Regions from separate parts of the Mus musculus genome. Here region 1 is linked to region 2. Evidence: chromatin contacts called from public promoter capture Hi-C data. All regions are on one chromosome and are shown on one strand. The core of a region is the stretch at or near the end of the contact, and the rest is flanking DNA. Distances in the headings are between cores, read along the strand shown.

What was found. Promoter capture Hi-C pulls out the DNA fragments that hold promoters and counts their contacts.
Region 1: a contact with region 2 is called in a promoter capture Hi-C map of liver, with 2.5 times the contacts expected there. The contact joins the enhancer-like site here to the promoter of Ints7 in region 2. A contact is called at or near these places in 5 of 39 promoter capture datasets (the C10 cell line, the HPC-7 cell line, hippocampal neurons and 2 more), 1 of 484 Hi-C or Micro-C datasets (the G1E-ER4 cell line) and 1 of 115 datasets of contacts at active chromatin or transcription factors (bone marrow-derived macrophages).

What each region holds. Positions count from the first base shown.
Region 1 is chr1:191,878,675-191,882,852 of GRCm38.p6, forward strand. No RefSeq gene overlaps it. Among named protein-coding and RNA genes, the nearest start is that of Slc30a1, 26 kb to the right of the region's middle. Within about 2 kb of position 2,442, at least 44 of the 459 cell types and tissues checked have an H3K27ac peak or open chromatin away from gene starts, as enhancers often do. A contact at or near this core is called in the G1E-ER4 cell line, the HPC-7 cell line and liver, where this site is marked.
Region 2 is chr1:191,573,438-191,577,271 of GRCm38.p6, forward strand. It overlaps Ints7 (integrator complex subunit 7), which reads left to right and starts at 2,199. Exons shown (of 20, transcript NM_178632.6): 1 at 2,199-2,514. The coding sequence starts at 2,421. It overlaps Dtl (denticleless E3 ubiquitin protein ligase), which reads right to left and starts at 2,107. Exons shown (of 15, transcript NM_029766.3): 1 at 1,912-2,107. The coding sequence starts at 1,963.

The DNA of each region.
Region 1 (4,178 bases), core at 1,192-3,691, 310 kb after region 2:
AAGCTGTGCCAGAGAAATACGGGTTGGGGGTGGGTGCTGATGGATGAGCGAGCTTCAGTCAGGAGGGAGGTATGAGTTTGAAAAGGGATTATCTTGGGTTCCTTTGGTATTTGTCTGGCATTCATTTTCGAACTGTGGAAAAGTGGCTACAGGCCAAAAAGCTTTCTTGTCCAGAATGAACTGAACAGAGGGAAACTTCCAACACAAGGAGAGCGAGTGGTTTCCTTTACAGTGTGACATCTACAGCAGTCTCCACAAATAGGACAGACTCTGGAGTCATGTTGACTGGGTTTGAGTCATTACTCTGGGGCCAGCCTTGTGAAGTGGCTTCGGTGTCCTGTAAGGGGTGCTGATGTGAGGAGGGACGGGGCGGCAGTTTCGTGCTGAGGGGAGCACCTTGCGTAGCACCTGTGGATACCTGGGGCTGTCCTTTTTCTAGATAGTTAGGGTCCTCCATCAGCTGTTGGGGACATTTACAGTCTGGATGACAAGAAGCAAATATCTGAGTTCTCAGACAATAACCAAGATCTCACGTAGCTTAGATGGTAGTGTACAAGTGGGGCTTGTGACAAGGCTGCCAGGAGTGGGGAGACAGTGTCCTCAAAGGCCAGCTTATCTTGTCAGAGCCCAATTCTAGTTTTCTAGCCTCTCCTCCCCCAGCCAGGTCTGGGATTAGCCTGCAGGGACTCCACACCCCACCCCTCCACAGTGCATTTGCCTGACCTCAGACTAGATCTGATAAGAGAAAAGAGAAACAGTTCCTTCAACATTGCCCCTAGGAAGTCTGCACTGGACAGCAAGCCAGGCAGACACTGTAAAGAGGTCTTCATGAAGAAGTGGGCATGCGGGGTGTGGGTGGGGGGCTGCAGATTGAGCCCACAGCTCTGCGGTGATGAGAGCAGAGCAGTGAGGCAGCAGAGAGCAGCATAAGGGGGTGTATCAGCCACTTCGCACTGCTGTAACCACATGCCTGTGACGCTGAAAGGAGGAAGGAGGTATTTTGGCTCCCAGTTTCAGGGAGTTCTGTCAGGTGCTTGATCTCAGGCATTTAGTTAGAACTCTGTGGGAGGTGAGCGCGTGGCACTGTTCTTCCCTCTTTTTTTTTTTTTTTTTTTTTTTTTTTTTTGAGACAGGGTTTCTCTGTATAGCCCTGGTTGTCCTGGAACTCACTTTGTAGACCAGGCTGGCCTCCAACTCAGAAATCTGCATGCCTCTGCCTCCGGAGTGCTGGGACTAAAGGTGTGCGCCACCACGCCCGGCTCTTGTTCTTCCCTTTTGAAGAAGCAGAGGGAGAAAGGGAATTATAAGAAAGCACCAGGCAAACAGTGACCCCCAAGGACAATCCCTCACTCTATCCCTTTAGTAGAGCCCCACCTCCTAGCTCTCACCACCTCCCTATGATGCCACCATCAATGATCTGGCATGCATTAGGTCAGAGCCCTCATGACCTGACTGTCTACAGAAAACAGCCTTGCAGCCTCCTCCCCCTCCAAGAAATGCTTTGCCTTGGCGGTTCTCCATCCGAAGGTGAAGAGATTAGATCGAAGGTTTCTGAGCAGAGCCTGGAAGGAGTCATTGTAGACAACTTCCCTTCCTGGTGGCCTTCAGTGGCCCAGGAAGCAGGATGACAGAGGGAATAGACTCTGGAGGGCTGGTTAAGAAAGGACAGCATCTTCCAGAACACCAGGGGCACACAGGCCCTGCAGAGCCTGGGAAAGCTGCTGTGTCATGGTGACAAGTGTGTGGGCCAACACCAACTCAAGGATTAGGTGGGAGAGAGTGGACATCTTCAGAGATAACACAGACTGTGGAAGTCTGGCTGCTTTCAGCTGCAGGTGACAGAAAACCCAACAGGGTCACACAGACAGGAACGGCCGATTCTGCGGCCATGTTTGGGAGTTGCCAGTAGGTGTGGCCAGCTTCAGGGAAAGGCAATGCAGAGTTCAAAGTCAAGTACCTCATTTCTTTCCAGTCTCCTTCCAAGGAAGGCTTCCTCTGATTTCATCCATCTTCCTAACTCTCAACGAAGCTGCCAGATGATCAGTATTAGCCAAAAAATTCTCTAAGAAATATTCCTCAAGACAGTCAAAGGGCTGGCTTGTAATTTATACTTGACTCAGAAACTGGCTTTCAGAAATTTGGGGGGTTTTGGTAGTTTGTTTTTGTTGTTGTTGTTTTGTTTTTCAAGACAAGGTTTCTCTTTGTCATCTTGCCTGTCCTGGAACTCCTCTGGAGACCAGGCTGGTCTGGAACTCACAAGAGATCTACCTGCCTCTGCCTCCTGAGTGCTGGGATTAAGGACATGTGCCCCCATGCCCCACTTCAGAAAGTTATTTTTAGGGAAATTGCTTTGAGAATCTCAATGGTTGCCAGTGGCCCTTGGACTATCAGCCTCCTAGTTCATGCCCAGGAGGAGAATGGCCTCTGTGCCCCAGCTTGGTTGGCAGGAGGCCCACAATTCATGCTGGGGACACATGTCATCTTCCGGGGAGGCACTGGCTGTCTGGGACCTGACTCAGTGACTTTCCTGAACCTGTTCTCAGGAGTCAGGGCAATAGAGCTACATTGGTGGGCATAAGCCATTGTAGCCCCACTCCTGTGGTTGGGGCAGATGAGTTCATCCCCCAGCACAGGGCTAGGAAGTTCTCGTTATCGTGGGTAATTACTATCGGGGGCAGTGTTGGGTAACCAGCCATGGGGCTGGGCTTGATTCTGTGGGCAGCCCGGTGGTGCTGGAGGTTTTTGATCTGGAAGTGAACGCTTTCAGATGGTGTTTCAGGAAGATTAGTCTGACCACAGATGTGAAAGCCAAGGGATTCCTGGCAAGCCAGTGGGAGGGAGGTGGTGAGCGTTGCATTCACGAACTGGAGCAAGCAAGGCAGAAGAGAGGGGTGGGAAATGCTCTGAGAGAAGTGACAGAACTCAGCATACTGTCAGACAAGGAGAAGATGGCAGGGGAGTGGGGAGCATTCAAAGGTGATGCCAAGGTTTCTGACCTGGGGGAATGTGTGGGGCTTCTGCCCATATCCCAGGCTCCTTCTCAAGAGGAAATGGCTCTCAGAGACCACCAGGAAATCAGGAATTTCCACGGATTGTATGCCACCATATCCAAACAGCCTGGTGGGGCACAGCCCTCATCCTTACACTTGGAAAGCTTAGATAGAAGGACCCAGGGTCCAAGCCCAATGGGACTACATGATAAGACACTGATAAAGGGGGCGGGGGAGAGGAAGGAGAGAGAAAGAGAGAGACAGACAGAGACAGGCACAGAGAGAGACACAGAAACACACAGAAAGTCAGAGAAACTGAGATAGAGACAGAAAGACAGAAAGCAATACATAGAGACAGCAACAGAAAGACAGAGAGAGAGAGAGAGAGAGAGGCAGAGACACAGACACAGACAGACAGAGAGATTACTTCAAACTCTGTATCCCCACTGAGTTGGAGGTGTTATAAGCTGAGCAGACCTTAAGTGAAGAAGGCGTTCACAGGAGCCCTCTCTGTAGCATCCCACCTGGCTGACCTCTGTCCCTACTAGTTGCAGTGGTGTTTTGATTTTATGCCTTTGTAGCAGCCACGTTTCACTGAGGAATCTGCAGAGCTGGGCAAGCAGCACGTGCTGTGGCATGTCTGTTGGGACTGGGGGCACAGCCAAGCAGGAAGCCAGAGAACAGGACCACTGCCCTACAGATTGAGGGGGCGGACATCTTTGAAGATTGGTTGATAGTGAGGATTTCTCAAAGCATAATGACTTTAAATGAACCTAAATTTGCAATGTTTGGAAACCTCAGAGTCTCTGTAGTAGATTCAGCACATTCAAGGAACCTAGGCTCCATGCCAGCTACCTTATACAGATAAAGATGAGGGCAAATGCATCCTCAGCACCAGCCATTGTGCTGAGCTCTAAGACCCTCCCTGAATCTGGCTGTACTGCTAAGGCCGCCAGCACCTTCCTGCCCTTCACAGCTGTCCTCACCTCAGTCTGACAAAGCTTACAGAGCTCTCACAGGAGGCTGGAAGAAATGATAAGGCATGACTCTACAGTCCCACTTTACGGCTCACAATGGCGCTGAGAGGCTACTAGAACCGTGAACGTATATGTAGGACCATTGAACAGGGCCATTCTATATACTAGGCAAGATTTAAACTAAAACTTCTAAAAAATGGAAGACTGAAAC
Region 2 (3,834 bases), core at 949-3,448:
TGTGACTACTGGGTACTAAAACCACAGAAAACAGCACTTTATATGCTTTTTGATGGGGCATGACAGGGTGACAAGAACTTTTAAATTACAATAGGATAAATTTGCGGAGAATTAAGATAGAAATATTCAGAAGAAAAAGCAACCATATAAAACATCGAACAGTAAGCATTTGCTCACCTTTTCAAAAACAGAGACCACGACTTCCACGTTGGTATAGTTGTTTATAGTGTCAGATGTATTTAAAAGGCTAAAATAGTATTTATCTTAAGATGCTAACTCACTATAAGGCTAAAAATTATAATTTTGCATGTTTAAAGTTTATAGTAAAAATTCTTAGATATGGATTTAAAAACTCACAAAAGTAATTATATTTCCATCTTACAAATATCGGTAGAGAAAGGAAACTAAAGGCACATTTAGAGGCTTGTTATGATCAGGGAGTAAAGTATCAGGCCCAATGGTGGGGATGGAATAGAGAAAATGGAAGACTCAGTTTGAGGTAAAGAGGCTGAATCTGTGGGGATGGAAAAAGAGATTCAAGCAGACTTAAGGGATTTCTTTTTTTTCTTTTGAAAATGTCATAATGAGGAATATGGAGTCTAAGTTTTAGCTGGGGACACCAGTTTAAAATAATGTCACTCCCAAAAATTGGGAAGAAGCCAACTCAGTTTGGGGCATTAGAATATAAGATGCTTGTATGCCTAACTGTCTAGATTAAGTTCAATACATACAGCTTTTACAGAAATTAACCCAAAACATAGGGAATGGAAGAGTGTAGCAGCAGTAGAATCCTTACTTACGGCTATAATCATTTAAGGCCCAGCAACACCGGAGGGGAAAAGAGATGCAGACTTCAGGAGGTAACAATCAATGAATGCCAGTGCCTATCACTGAACGTCTGTCTGGCTATCTGTAAGCCGGAACGACAGACTGAAAAGTGGGTAGACAGAAAATGTAGCACATAGGAAAAGAGGTGGAGTTGAAACTCAGACGCTCCGAAGACCGCTCACAACCATTGTGCAGGGCGGCCATTCCTAACACAGGGCGAAGTAACTTTTGTAAAGTTCGAGCAGAGAAAGAGGCAGAATGTAACTACAAGAGTATCCACAGAGGGAATACGACTACAAAGTTTTAGATCCGGGCAGGACCTCAAGGAGCTTTTCCTCTTCTCAACATTCTTAGGACCACTCTTCAAGGTCTTAGTTTAACAACACATCAGCCTAATCGCATCTCAGATTGCCAATGTTTTTAAGAGTACTGTAGGAGATGAGCTGGCTTTCTATATGCTAACAGGAGAACATGGCTGAATTCCACCGTGAAGAGAAAAACGAGTTTAATCCCATTTCTGGAAGTACCTCGGCATCAAGACACATTTGGAACAATACCCTTCCATCCATTACCCGTGGTCACCTCGTGGGTGTGGCTATGGGCATCTTTTAGTCTGTATTTTAGGACTTTTCAGAGCCTGCAGAGATGGGGGAGGGGACTTTGGCGCCTTAAGATTGAGTTCCTTAACTGCGGGCCATGCGCGCTGGTGCACAACGAACTTGCAGGGATCGCTAAGGTTCTGCAGAGACGGCAGGCACATCGCTGGTGCCAAAGCGTCTCCCACCCCCGACTCTCACAAGCGTGCACTCTCTAGTTAACGCGCGATATTGACGTAAGCAGCCAGGGGCCCGGGACGCCACTGAGCGTCCTAACTTCGGCCTCCGTTCCGAACTAAAAAGCTCGATTACGGTGAAAAGCGTCCGGAAGGAACCCAAGCACGATGTTCTTCGGCGGTCCTCGCTCGCCCGGATTCGCTCCGGCCGCGGGAGACCTGGAGGCCCACAGTCGGCAGCGATCCAAGGTGGAGCGCCTGGGGGGAGGTGGTTCCCGCCACGGCCAGCGGCCGTTGGGGCCGTTACTCACCGTTCCTCAGGACGCCGAGCTGCGGCTGGCGGAGTACCGAGTTGAAGAGCATCTGGGCCTGAGGAGAAGGCTCAGCTGAGGGGAACGCCGAGAAGATCGCCCCCAAGTTCCACAGGAGCCGCCGTCTGCACCCTCCACAACGCGGCGCGGTTTCGCCTCCAACTCCCGCCACTAAGAGCCCCGGCCGCCAAACTCCGCGCCAAACTGACGTCACGCTTTCTGATTGGCTCTCGTCGCAGCGTCCTGGCGCCTCGAAGGCTCGCCCCCATCCTAAGCTCCGCCTCCCTCTCGCTCAGCCGCGGGAACCCAAGGTTCACAGGCTCCCTGAGCGCCTGCGCGGGGGGGCCCAGAGAGGAACTGGCGAACCGCGGGGCGACCGAGGCGCATGCGTACACTGCCTGACAGCGCGCGGAGGGAAAAATCCGCGAGACCGCGGCGGGAGAAGATGGCGGTGCTGGGGTAGAGTTTGCAATCTTTGTGACTGGGCGAGTCGGGTAACTGTCCGGGTCATGGCGTCAAACTCAACCAAGTCGTTCCTGGCCGATGCCGGCTATGGCGAACAGGAGCTGGACGCTAATTCCGCTCTTATGGAACTGGACAAAGGTACGGAGGAGGGACGCGGGCGAAGCGTCTGGGGGGAGTGGCGCCACCTAGTGGCGGCAGCTACAGAGGCTAGAAAGGCGCATGCGCCGATGTATGGGGCGGGAAGCACGGCTGCTAGTCTTGGAGCCAGCGCTTAGGCGCATGCAGGGTTGCTGGAGTAGCCTTGCACAGTTGGAGCAGAGGCTCGTGCTTGCGAGGATGCCTTTGACCACTTGGGGGCACAGTCTCTGGTTTCCCAGGCAGCAAATAAGATAAAGTGCTGAATTTTGAGATTATTTTTTAAAACGTTCAGTGCAGGTGAAGCCTTCATTAAGAGAGCCAAATGATTTTCTGAGCGTTTTACAGCGATTTGTCTTGCGAGACTGTCAATTGCGCGTTCTAAAGCAGGTTCCATGTGGATGAGAACATCCGAAAAGCTTGGCTGAACGCGCTCATTCTCTGCACACAAGTTCCACGAGTTAGTTCCCCTTATACAGGTAGCTAAGAGAAAAAATTTTAGGGTTAGGAGTTAAATTCCAGTTCTACTAAAGTGATTATGGAATGCGGCATTATCATCTAGCCTCGATATGTCAGCAAAGTGGGCACAGTATGTCAGCTGTTGTAAATGTTAAATGGCAGTGGTATGCGAAAAGATGCCTTTATTAAAGGCTGAAGAGGGACTTTGACAGATAGCTATCCATAAAGAAGTCCTGTGTAAATGTGAGACCTTTGCTTCAGTTTCCTGCCAAGGTTTTTACACTATAGGCAATTCTTGGTTAACTGTAGCCAGTGTGTAACCTGTAGAGAACGGGACTGGAAACCAAGGATCTGTAAGTTCAAGTCTGGGGGGCAGGGTGTGCCAAGTAGGGACTGGGGGATGCTGAGAGAACCTGGAGGTCAATTAGACTTTGGCATGTTAAATATGCACCTTAGTTCCTTGTCCAAGTTTGAAACCAGTTACAGGTAAGAGTTTTTTACGTTTTACTAAAGTCTGTGACATCCAGGTTGGCCTGTACTCCCTAAAGCCAAGGATAACTCTCAACTTTTGATCCTCAGCCTCCCAAGTCCTAGACCTGATGTGGCCCATTACACTGTTTTATTCAGTGCCAACTCCCTTCCCACCGAAATGTGTATGGCTCTAGCGTAGCTAATCTTGTCCCAGGCTAAGAGTAGATAGTGTTGTAGAGCAGGGTAAGGATATGGAGCAAGGAAAGGAAGGACATCCAGAGTTACCTTCTAAGTGTTGTGAGCCAGTGTGATGGTTTACTGTGTGAAACACTTCCTGTGCAAGCCTGACAGTCACACACATGTGCACACATACATACAATAACAATGAAATAA